2 separate regions of the Mus musculus genome follow, and region 2 is linked to region 1. The links are chromatin contacts, called in public HiChIP or PLAC-seq maps. All regions are on one chromosome and are shown on one strand. Each heading gives the region's core, a stretch centred on a gene start, on an enhancer-like site or on the middle of the called end of the contact. The rest is flanking DNA. Distances are from core to core; before and after follow the strand shown. Region 1 holds the start of Slc22a4 (solute carrier family 22 (organic cation transporter), member 4). Region 2 holds the start of Lyrm7 (LYR motif containing 7).

Region 1 (2,700 bases), core at 23-2,522:
GAAGGCAGATTTTCTACCAGCTTGACCAACAGCAGGTAATCAGTTCTGGGTGATGCTCTTGCCAGAAACAGTGCTTGTCTTATCTGTTATGACCTGGTCCTCAGCAAATACGCAGCAGGAAACTAAGAGGGAGTAGTAGGTCCACATTCAGACTCTGGTGACTTGGGGAACCTATTCCCTGATCACTTAGAGGTAAGGCAGTGGGCTCAGCTGGAGCCTTGATCACCAGCTTACACTTCCCTCAGAAGTACGGGTCTTTCCTTGAGTGTCCAAAGGCCAGGTTCTAGTTTTGACTCCTTACATCCAACCAGTGTCAAGGAAGGGGCTGCTGCCTCTTTTTCGAGAAAGTGGGGGCCTCGACATAGAGGCCCTTCTGTCTCAAGACCCTTCCTTGTGTCCATCAACAGACCACTGTAGCCATTCTCTGTAGCAAGGAAATAGCTATGACTATAAATCAAGACAGTCTGGTTTGGCCTGCCCAGGGAAGCACCAGGGCTCTTGGGAAACTCTGTTGTGAAACTCAGAAAGGAAAAGGCAGTTGATGACAACACTCTCTTTTTTTCATCCCCTCCATGCCACACAGAAATTCATCAGCTCTGAGTGTGCGCTGAGAATACACTCACAACCCCACTCTGTGCCTGGAAGTTTTGAGACAGTAGGTGACACTGACCCAGGCACTGTCAGGGGCTGTTGGGGGCACGGATGCAACGGAGTCTCCATTCCCAATGTCCAGCTCCAGCACTACCACCTACCTCTGTCACGATGGTGGACAGGAAGATGTCCTTGTCGTACTCCCAGCCATCCAGGCAGCTCTCCTGCTCCAGCTGCTCCAGATCCACGTCCTGTCCTGGCTCCAGCCCCATCGCAGAGAAGTTGGCGATGGTGGCCAGTCGGTAGCGGCGGCAGCTCTGAGGCACCTGTCGTCCGTCCTTCGTCTCCAAGGGGATGCTGTGGTTGCGCCAGGAGCTGCTCAGGTTCACAGTGTCAGGAACCAGGCAACGGTGCTCGGGGGTCCCCGCCAGGAACACGACTGACATACCATTGAAGCCATTGGGGATGATGCTGGCGCTGAGCAGAAAGAAGATGAGGCGCTGGAAGGGCCCCCACTCGCCCAGGAAGGCGATCACCTCGTCGTAGTCCCGCATGTTTCCACCTCTCCTCCTCAGCTTGCGTGAGGGAGGTGGGTGGAGAGAAAGGATTCAGCGATTGCGGCGCGCTGAGGGGATCTTCCTAGGTGGCTGCGTGCAAACACGCCGTGGGTGCTGCAAAACTCCCAGGGGTTGGCGCGGAGCGCCGGGAAGCCGAGTCCTCTGGACCACACCCCCGTGCGGCTAGGCAGCGAAAGGCCACTGCACTCCACCGATCTGGGCGGAGCTCTCGGGCCGGCTCAGCCTCCTGCTCCGTTCCTTGCACCCAGCGGCCTTCCACGCAGGCCTCCCGCCCGGAATCGGCCGGACAACGCGCGTGCAGCTAGGAGCTCCGGCTTTCTCGGCCCCACGTGGGAGGGAGAGCGACAGGGAGGAGCGTCCCGAAAGCCAGGCCTAGCCCGGAGCAGGAGTTCGTTGCTCCACAATCCCAGCCTGGATTATGAGCAGGCGGACCGGTCAGTTAATCAAGTCTGCGCTCCCAAGAGACCTGTGTGGGGGACAGGAGCGCCACCTCTTCACACACACCAGCGTGGGAACTCACTTATGAACCTTAGCATGGCCGTAGTCCATCACGGGACGGCGGCGGCCCGAGAAGCGTCCTTGGAAAAGCAGGATCCTCACCTTGCAAAGAGGCGACTGTGGACCTGGAGCCAGAAAAGGATGTGCGAGGTCATGCTGAGTCAGAGGCGCGCCCTGGATTAGAAGGGCTGGATCACGGGCCCCTGAGTCGTTCTAGTGTCCTTTCGAAAGATTCCCTGTGGCCTTTATAGAGACACCAGAGGGAAGTCGGCCCACTGAGGGAGCATAGAGGAGTCACCACGCCTGGGCTCGGTGTTTGTCCTTTTGCACTCTCGGGGCACCCGGAGTCCTTTATTGCGGCACGGTGCCAAAGCCTTCTTGGACTGAAAGGCTATTTGCAGAAAGGCCCATTCTAGTCTAGGAACAGAGGGAGGAAGGGACAGAGAGAGGACAAACTGGTGAGATTTGGCCCTCAGAACTGGCAGGGTAACCAAAAGCGGGATTGCCTTTTTTCTCTCTCTGCTCAGTATTCACATCTAAGGTCCTGGGCACAGTGTACAAGCTAGCCCAAGCTAGAGCTGGGCTCCCCTAGCCTGGGATCCACAGGCCTGGAGAGACTGTAAGGCTGAGTAGCCCAACACTTTGCACAAACCGGGTTGTCTCATCAGACTCTGGCAAGGAACTGAAGGAGACTTCTGCTTTTTTCTTTGTTTTTGTTAGTTTCCCCCATGAGTCCTACTGTTAGGCTGACTTCCCACCAGTAACTTACATTTCTTTTCCTGTCATTTAAGCCGCATCTCCTAGTATGCCAGGACACTAGCTTTTTACTTTTGTTCGTTTGAGACAGGGTCTTCGGATGTAGCCCTGGCTGTCCTGGAACTTGCTATGTAGACCTGGCTGGTCTTGACTCACAGAGCTAGCTCTGCCTGTCTCTGCCTCCCAAGTGCTGGGATTAAAGCTGTGCACTTCTGTGCCTGGATCCGTGCTTATTAATCCAGTGAGAGTACTCGCAGGGTTTCTTTACTTCTGAAAT
Region 2 (2,700 bases), core at 81-2,580, 830 kb after region 1:
GAACACTAAAGGATAGTAATCGGAGTAATTTTATATAGTACTTCCTGGGGAGTGGGGGTGTCCATTAATATAAAAACAGCACCACTAGCTTAAGACCATTATCCTAATAAAAAGAAAATGGGGGCTGGAGAGATGGCTCTGAGGTTAAAGCACTGGCTGCTCTCACAAAGGAACCAGGCTCTTCCCATCAGCCATACTGCAGCTGACAACCTCCTGTAACTTCGGTTCCAAGGAATCTGACACCCTCTTCTGGCCTCTGTGAGTACCAGACATGCACATGGTGCACAGACATACATGCCTTGCAAATAAAATAGTTGAAAAAGTTATTTTAAAAGAAAATGTGATCTTCATTACCACAAATCTACTAGAACCGGCATTACATTGTAGCTAATCATATCTTTTTACTTATTATTTATGCACTGTTGGGCATGGAAGCCAATGCCTTGAAAATGCTAAGGGCTCCAACTTAAAAGTTAAATACAACCTCAGCCCTACTAAGAAACTTCTTTTCAAACGCAAAAAGTAGCTGGGCGTAGTGGCTCGGGAGTCAGATTCCCAGCACTTAGCATGAAGATTGCTGAGAATTGGCCGCCGGTGTGAGCTACAAGTCTGAGGCCAGCCCCTCCTAATTCTTAATCAAACTTCAGGTGTCTGCCTATAAGTCCCCGTGATTCTTAAATTTCGAGACAAGATCTATGTTGCCTGGGCTTGCCATCAACAAGTAGGCTCAGCAATGCTGCCTCTCGCCCACTAGAGATTTCTGTATTCCTCTAGGTAAGTTAAATCCTATTTATAGGTTCACAAAACATGCTGTTTATTAATTTGAAGCACTTCTTACGATTTTATTAGTTGTTTATAGTCTTCCTACTATGGAACTTCTTTATTAAGGCATAGGTGGTCGGTTTATGGTCATCAGTCTCCTCTATTCACTACCTTTCATGGATCAGCCATCCTCCTCATTCATTGTCTCGTGTGGCTGTCACCCTCCTCCGCTCCGCGCCCCTCGAGATCCACTCCCTCCTCACTCACTGTCCCCCCCTTCTCCACTGCAGCCCCTCCAGGTTGTCTCCCTCATCATTCACTCTTCCACATGGCTATCAACCTCCTCCATTCACGGTCCATAGGGTCGTCTCTCCTCACTGCCCTCAAAATTGTCACCCTCTACCACTCATTGCCCCTGAAGGTTGTCACCCTCTTACACTCTCAGCCCCCCTCGGGGTCGCCTCCCTCCCTTGCCGGGGTCTTGAGCCTCAGCATCCCTGCACCCTCCTCCCGGCCCTGTCACCTTGGCGGGCTGACCCATGGCTCCCCACGCCGCTGACTCCGCCTCTGAGGGCGCCCCCTCTTGGCAACCAATCAGGGCCGGGGCACAGCTGGCGACGCTCCGCATAGCAACCAATCAGAATGCAACATGTCCTTCCTAGCCCGCCTTCCCCGCAGGAGGAAGTTCAGGCGTTTGCTAAGCAGAGCTAAGTATAAAAACGCGAGAAGCCGCGGTGCCAAATTACGGACAGGAGGACGGAAGTAGCTGAGAAGCCATGTTTGTTAGGGGCAGACTTCACTCCGCCGCGCCTAGCGTGCCGCTCGCGCACACTGTTTGTTACTGGGTGGCCTCGGAACCTGCTCGTTTTTTATCTCTTGTTTAAGGGCGTGGGCGTCTCTTAAGTGTCTATATTATAAGGTTTCCGGGCTGTGACTGTCTCCTTGGGAACGTAAGCAAACAAAAGCTAAGTCCTAACAACCACAGCCCATACATATCAGAACGCTGACTCCAGAACGTTCTGTTTGTACATTCTCTTAATTATTCCCCCCAAAGGTGCGGTTGAGTTGCCTGCTCAAGTTCACACCCTTGATCCCAGAGCCTCCTCACCTTCTGCATTATTGCCCTACTTATCTTGCCCCGTTCTTTGGTTTTGCTGAGGTAGGAAATAATTTATTAGAAGCTTCATAGTAATAACCATAAAACATTTATATACATTTTAACTTAGTACTTGCAGGCATGGATAAAAATTTCCACCTTGCTCCTGTTCCGCAATCATTTGCGTTCAACATTCCTGTAACATTTTAGGCTACTTTTAGGTAAAACTGACTGTTTATTAAGAATCAAAGATTCTTAATCTTTGATTAAGCTGAGTGTGGTGGGATATACTTGAAAACCCAGTATTTGGAAGGTAAAGTCAGGAGCATCAAGAATTCAAGGACAGCCCTGGTCTAGACTATATGAGACTCTGTGTCAATCAAAAAACAAAAAGGAAAAAAAAATTCTGCTTTTGAGACAGGGTGTCACAGTAACCCTGTCTGGTGTGGAACTTGTTATATAGATCAGGCTGGCCTCAAACTTTGAGATCTGCTGCCTCTGGAGTGCTGGAATAAAAGTTGTCACCACCAAACCTGTACTCGTCCTCAGGAATGCTTTCTACCTTGTTCAAAACCTAGAATTGGCCCAGAACTCACTGGTTAGGCTAGACTGGCTGTCCTGGTCTCAGAGATCTTCCCATCTCTACCTCCCCAAGGCTGGGATTACAAATGTGAAATACCATGCCTAGGGAGTCTTATATAAGAACACAAAGATAATTGTCAACTTTTAAAAATTGTTATTGATGGCTGGAGAGCTGGCCCAAAGCCTAAGAACACTGCTGTTCTTTCCAGAGGACCTGAGATTATTTCCCAACACCCATATGGCAGCTAACAACTGCCTGA

The links. HiChIP or PLAC-seq counts read pairs in DNA pulled down with a chosen protein or histone mark.
Region 2: a contact with region 1 is called in an H3K4me3 HiChIP or PLAC-seq map of bone marrow-derived macrophages, with 7 times the contacts expected there. The contact joins the promoter of Lyrm7 here to the promoter of Slc22a4 in region 1. A contact is called at or near these places in 4 of 39 promoter capture datasets (3T3-L1-derived adipocytes, the HPC-7 cell line, cranial neural crest and 1 more) and 7 of 115 datasets of contacts at active chromatin or transcription factors (T-cell acute lymphoblastic leukemia, astrocytes, bone marrow-derived dendritic cells and 4 more).

What each region holds. Positions count from the first base shown.
Region 1 is chr11:54,026,832-54,029,531 of GRCm38.p6, forward strand. It overlaps Slc22a4 (solute carrier family 22 (organic cation transporter), member 4), which reads right to left and starts at 1,273. Exons shown (of 10, transcript NM_019687.4): 1 at 753-1,273. The coding sequence starts at 1,145.
Region 2 is chr11:54,859,267-54,861,966 of GRCm38.p6, forward strand. Lyrm7 (LYR motif containing 7) reads right to left here and starts at 1,331. Exons shown (of 5, transcript NM_029327.5): 1 at 1,286-1,331. The coding sequence starts at 1,303. It overlaps Gm31490 (a long non-coding RNA gene), which reads left to right and starts at 548. Exons shown (of 3, transcript XR_879859.2): 1 at 548-774; 2 at 2,650-2,700.